2 separate regions of the Bombyx mori genome follow, and region 1 is linked to region 2. Evidence: chromatin contacts called from public Hi-C data. All regions are on one chromosome and are shown on one strand. The core of a region is the stretch at or near the end of the contact, and the rest is flanking DNA. Distances in the headings are between cores, read along the strand shown. Region 1 overlaps LOC101743046. Region 2 holds the start of LOC101743046.

Region 1 (3,359 bases), core at 655-3,154, 47 kb before region 2:
TTTTCCAATCTCTGTTTTTATAAATTACGGTATAAAAGTTACAATAATTCATCTATAAATTTTTCCCTTCGTGGAGCTCTTATCATTTAAGTACTTAATAAAGATAAGCAAAAAAAATTTTTTAATCTTTATTATTTTGATAATTATAAATTTTTTTAATTAACAAAAAATTTAATTTCTAAAAAATGTTATGAAAAATAGTTTTTTTCCGTAATATCTTAATATTGCTGTTTTTTGCATCTACCATAGGTATTAATTAACATTTTAAAAAAAAAATTACGCTATTTGTTAATAAATTGTTTATAAACAAATACTTACACTATTTTGGGACTTTTTAAAAAAAAAAATTTACCCTCTTATTGTATAGGTGAAATAAAGATTTTTAAAAAAAAAAATTCTTAAATAAATGTTTTAATTGTTTAAAATCGTTTTTTTCATATTTCAATTGTTTAAGAAATTATTTTTTTCTTAAAAATCATCATCGACTATTTTCAGCGGATTAACAAAGAAATATATTTTTTTATAAATAATTTCATTGTTTATTAACTTAACAATTTGTTATAAAAAATTAATATTAATAAATCCTTTATAAAAATGACCTGAGTGTCCTTTACCGTATTAACACGTTTTTGAACTTGTTGACTAGACTAAATGATGCCACTCACCTCGAGACATGAGCTCGAACTTTCAATTGTATTGTAAAACGCCTATCCAGCTGATTAATCGATTCAGATTAATAAGCACTATAAAGTTTAAAACAGTCGTCGTTAAAGTTGTGTGGCAATCAAGCTGAACAAAAACCACAGATAGAACTTTGCAAGTCGCAGATAATACTGTTATACTTTTATGGTTTAATCTACGTTTAACATTTCTATCTTAAATTTTCAAAGGCTTTGAACAATCACTTTACTTTACGCTTACGTTTCTTTGCACGCAGAACTAACTGACTTCGTTTTTTGAAGTCGTGACCTGTTCGATAAGATACCCGGTCAACACGTATCGAGCGAAGCCGATTCCAATTTTTCTAATGAAATAAGTGCTAGACGTGTGTTCATTCGTGAATTCCACGATGAAGGAATAACCCCATGTAATAATAATAGTAGTCGTCGTGGTTTGAAGGATAAGACGTCCGGTGTATTCGTATCGAGCGATGCAACAGTGTTCGAATCCCGCAGGCGGGCACCAATTTTTCTATTGAAATACATACTTAACAAATGTTCACGATTGATTTCCACGGTGAAGGAACAACATCGTGTAATAAAAATCAAACCCGCAAAATTATAAATTGCGTAATTACTGGTGGTAGGACCTCTTGTGAGTCCGCACAGGTAGGTACCACCACCTTGTCTATTTCTGCCGTGAAGCAGCAATGCGTTTCGGTTTTAAGGGTAGGGCAACCGTTGTAACTATACTGAGACCTTAGTATTATCACTATCTCAAGGTGGGTGGCGACATTTACGTTGTAGATGTCTATGGGCTCCGGTAACCACTGAACACCAGGTGGGCTCTGAGCTCGTCCGCCCACTGCAATAAATAAATAAAAAAGTACAAGGAAAAAATGGCGTAAATATTTACTTTACAACTGAGATGTAACGTCTATGGGCCTCGATAACCACTAAACATCAGATGGGAAGAGAACTAGTTCACTCGTCTAAGCAAGAATAGCGGTATCTTTTAGTTTGGCCATTTCTACACAATAATAGTATACTTTATTAAAAATATGCTGACATTAGATACGGTATTAGTGCCTACACAGAAAGCACCAAATCTTTGTTACAGTTTGCATCTCAGGCTTGTGTAACTGACCGCAGTCTAACTTTTTAAATTTACTGCTTTGTTCGATGCATTATTCATAGCGAGTAAAAACAGATTGCTATTTATAAAGGCGCGTCATACACATGACGATGCATTCGATAATTAACGCAGACTGAAATAGAACAGATATGGCGATCGCATGGTTGCTTATGTCTAAGCGAGTTATATTCTCTTACTGAGATACAGTCAAAATCTGTTATAACGACATCGAAGGGACTGCTCATATTCAGTCGTAAAAACCGATAGTCGTAACAACCGGTGATGTTTAATGTGTATCGTGCAAGTACAAACAAATCGATAGGGAATTATTGGAAAAATATATTTATATAATACGCGATTTTTCTTCAATATTAATTTGTTTTATTTTTCTTTGCGACATTTTGAAAGTTTCACGAATAACTCCACAAAGTTTTGGTGTGTCTTGTGTATAGATAAGTAACAAACTAACTGAAGAGATATGAAGAAGCGGGCTTTGACTACCGCATGCACGTGTTTTGTTTCTAAGAATTAGAAAAGACCCTACACTAAACTAAATCCTATTGTTTTCTTTCCTGATTTTAAAAGCCATTGAAGACAAATGTGGATACCTATTCAAATTGTTTACAATACAGCTTAGCCGGTCGTTCTAACAGATCTAATTCTCCGAAATATTAGTTAAATGTGGTCGTTTTATGAGGTATGTCGTTATTACCAATGTCGTAGAAAGCAATATTTTTAATAAGGCGGTCATATGGCATTCAGCCGGGACCTTTGTTCTTGGTTATTATAACCGGCATGTTGTATTAAACAATGTCGCAGTAAACGGTTTTGACTGTAGTCGTGTTCTGTCTGTTCTTTTTTTAAGTCTTCTATTAATTATTTTAAATTTGAATACCGTACCACCAGTATCAGACTGCCTCTTTCTGGTGCGAAGTTGTAATTCACAGATGTTGTACGATACAATTGAGACTTTAACATGACGTTTTTAGGTCAGAAGCGAAGTTCACATTGTGAGCTAATGGGCCCGGTGACCTCTTCACAACAGATGCCCACGTTCAGCCGCGTATGCAATAATAAAAATGTTTTTCTTAAGTAATGCGAAAAAAAAACTGATTTTTCCGAGTTAATAAATTTAAGATTTAAGGTTACGTTAACATTTACGTTTTTACTGGTGGTAGGACCTCTTGTGAGTCTGCACGAGTAGGTAACACCACCCTGCCTATTTGTGCCCTGAAGCAGTAATGCGTTTCGGTTTGAAGGGTGGGGCTGCCGTTGTAACTATACTTGAGACCTTAGAACTTATATCTCAAGGTGGGTGGCGCATTTACGTTGTAGATGTTTATGGGCTTCAGTAACCACTTAACACCAGGTGGGCTATGAGCCCGTCCTCCCATCTAAACAATAAAAAATACGTATATAGTAAAGATCAGTTGCAAAAACAAGAGCATTGGTATTTTTTAAAAGTGCGTTTCTTGCAGCCTCTAAAACAGAAAAGCATCGTCTGCAGACGACCTAATCGGAGAATATCGAACTTGTTTACGTTTTCGCCTTTATCTCTCGTTCGT
Region 2 (3,485 bases), core at 108-2,607:
TCCGAATCTCAAATGATTTTATTTCTTTCTCTTGGTACTTTGTTCTTATTGACTAACATCAAACTAAATTTCAGAAACAAAGTGATTGAAAACTTTCAATTGACTGTCTTCATGTGTTTTTTAAGCTACACTTTTACTCAGATAATATGTAAACAGTTGGGAGGACAATTTCTTACAATAATGAATGTAAAAAAACACCTGTCCTAATTACCATATCTGTAGTATCAAAAACTATTAACCAACAGAAATTTGTAGATATTATTTGCTTTCAAAGGCAGAGCTATACCCACCTGATTAAAACTATTTTTATGATTTAACCTCTTATTTATCTCAATTACATTCTTTCATTTCAGATGGATCAAATTGTTTATGGTCAGTTTTAGGACCTTATAAAGGTGGACTAACACACAGCTCACTTGATATTAAGTGGCCTCTGGAGCCCATAGACATCAAAAACATAAACACCATTACCCACTTTGAGACATGAGTTCTAAGTTGCAATTATCTATACTGGACCTATTGCTGATATAAATCTTAGGTAAACTTATTTAACTGGTTTCTTTACAATTTTACCAAATTGGTACATTTGTGCATCATGACATAGTTTTGAAAGTTAACTTAGTAAAAAGATTTCATTGTTTTATTGCAAAAAAAAAACTACCAACTCGTAATTACTTTATTATAGCCCATCACAACGTTATCTAAATTTCATTTATCAATGTTAGTTTTGTAAGTTGATAAGAAAAACCAACAGGCAAAGGTATGTCATTATGCCAAGAATAAGGTTGTTTGATAAATAATTCATTACCGAGTGGACCTGAGTGTTATGGTGCAAACCGATAATCAGCATGGCTCTCACAGAGTAAAAAACACAACAACACAATACACGAACGAATTATTTCACACACAAAATTCACGTTGTTCACTTGGGACTCGTATCAATAATGACAACTTTTTTAATTGTAAAAACACTTATCACACGATATCTGAATTAAGTTGATAATTCCGTATTAACCGCACATACTCAAATAACACCGCAAATGAAATCTAACTTACGAAATACGTCAACAACACCATTTCAATTAACGCGTATACAGATATAAAAACCTATTTCAAAAGGTAAGAGATACCAGTAGCAAGCAGTACATTTAAAACATGAATGTGTGAAGCTATTTTACGTTTTTCTAAGCCACATAACTCATTATCAGCATAGATTTTGAACGCACAACCAATTTTGCGCGAGTCCGTCGAAAACTGACAAAAAGTGACAAGTGACAACTAAAAAGATAGACAATCTAAATCTTTTTGTTATTGCCAGCCAACGGCGAAATAAAAAGGCAATTGTCAGACTAAAGAGATGTCAGCGACAGTTCAGTGATGCTAAGCACTATTATAAAATTTCCGAGCTTCGGAATAAATTGCTGGATTCATGAAGAGTTTTCCTTCTCACGAGCGCCAGTTTGTTAACAACACAGAAATAGAAAATGAAACGGTAGTCTTATGAAACAAATCAATGCGTGGAAACACCAATTCTTTCTTGCGCTAAACTATTATTATAAAAAAACGAGAGGAGACTGTTCCATAGATCTGTAGTATCAGCTTAAAATAATACCACTCTATCTATTCCTGTAATTGTTGTAAACACTGACTTAGGGACTCACCGAAGAAGGAACAGTACTGTTCTTAGAATGCTATACCAGCCTACAGCGATGGCCAGCTCTTCTTTAGTGGCATACTCTATGAACCTGTGGATAGGTACTAACCTACATCCTTCCTATTTCCGTGGATATTTCTAACAATATAATTGAGGCAACGATTTCATGTCTTAAGTTAGGTTAATGGCAGTCACATTGTGATTGAAAGTTTATTATAATTCAATTTATAGGAAAGCGTGATGTTAAAATTGCTCTTTAAATGCTATAAATTTTTTGAACAATAAATATCCACAGTAAATATAAGTAATATAAATAAATATAAGTAAGTTGTACAATACCGCCTGATAATAATATACTACTTCACCAAATTTGCGCGTACTGATGTGTTTACTTCTCTCATACTATGACTACTCGCAGAACGTATAAGCAAGACTGAGCTTATGAATAATAAAAAATATTGAAGATCAACTTTAAGTGTGAAGATTTTTTTCAAACAAATATAACATCAATCCACAAATGACCACATATGATCCACAATCCAAAAAATCGATAAAAATGAAAAAGGTGAACAAAGAACCACCTTCTTTCTTAAGCGAATTAAAATGAAAAATCATTCAAAATTAAATCATAATGTAATCTAACTTTTGTGGTAAACCACTTAAGCTGCCATATGTTTTCAAGTCTATTGTTCTTCTTTCTTGTTATAAGTGACAAGGTACACATAATATCACATCTGAATTTGATTTTTATATGTGAGTTATGAGACCTAAGGGTATTGTTAAGCACCACAAGGTTTATGGTGAGTTCTTGGTTTTCAGTTCTTTGTATTTGAAAATCACATACACAATACATTTTCATTTTATCAATCCAGTCTTACAACTCCTTTCAGTAATTACCTAAAGTAAGTTTGTAGTATAATACTTGCAACACTGATATCTGACAGATCCTCCGCCTACTCCGCCACTGGCCAACTGGCCACCATGGAGTTAATAAGTACCTACAACTGGAGTGCTGTCTGATGCCGAGAAATCGGTCTCGAAAGAGAATACTTTTTGGTCGCGGTGTCCTTGTCTAATGTGGTGACCATATAAAATTTATTTATAGGATAAAATTATACACATGCATCAGTTTTGAATTTACCTTAAGTAATTCTGTGTAACCCTATGTAAATACAAAACACGTGCTTGCAACGTTTTATTTATGTAAATTCAATTCTAAACATTGCTTCGTCGTCATGGTGCCTTTTTTCGACGGTTTTTTTTGGTAGTTGCTGCGTTGTCGAAAATCTAGCACTGAGTTTTATTACAAACATCATTACCTCAGTGCTATTACTTAAACTTCCTCAAACTCTTGTTTAACGTCCGAATACTCAACCGCGACTTAAATATTATGTTGAACTTAATTACGCAATTCCTACTTTAGTGTACTGGCTAAGTGGGCCGTGCAAATTAATATTTGACACACTGAGTGAGACACTGCAACACACATGGTCTGCGCGTATCGGGTGCTCTTTTCCTACATTCACATCTTCAATTGATTTAAAATTACTTGTATTTTTACTTCTGTGCTATTTTCATGACACGTGTATATTAAGTCTATTAACTAGTAGTTACATTAAGTATATTAACTAGTAGTTACATTTTAGGAAATAAAACACAATGGGTAATAAAATGAAATGAACTGAAATTCATTTATTTGTTATATGTAGACAATTAAATAACTCTTAAATGACACATAACACAATACACATAGTACTTGATCTCTATTTACAAAATATTGGTTATATTATTATTATTAAGTTCAGTAAATTTTCTGTAATCTTATAATATA

What was found. A called contact is a pair of places that touch in the nucleus more often than the background predicts.
Region 1: a Hi-C map of whole pupa shows a contact between it and region 2, with 1.8 times the contacts expected there. The contact joins the enhancer-like site here to the promoter of LOC101743046 in region 2. A contact is called at or near these places in 2 of 7 Hi-C or Micro-C datasets (both in whole pupa).

What each region holds. Positions count from the first base shown.
Region 1 is chr11:8,094,791-8,098,149 of ASM3026992v2, reverse strand. All of the region lies in intron 3 of LOC101743046, which reads right to left. Among protein-coding and RNA genes, the nearest start is that of LOC134199670, 17 kb to the left of the region's middle. Within about 2 kb of position 1,904, at least 4 of the 8 cell types and tissues checked have open chromatin away from gene starts, as enhancers often do.
Region 2 is chr11:8,047,329-8,050,813 of ASM3026992v2, reverse strand. It overlaps LOC101743046, which reads right to left and starts at 1,357. Exons shown (of 12, transcript XM_012694982.4): 1 at 809-1,357.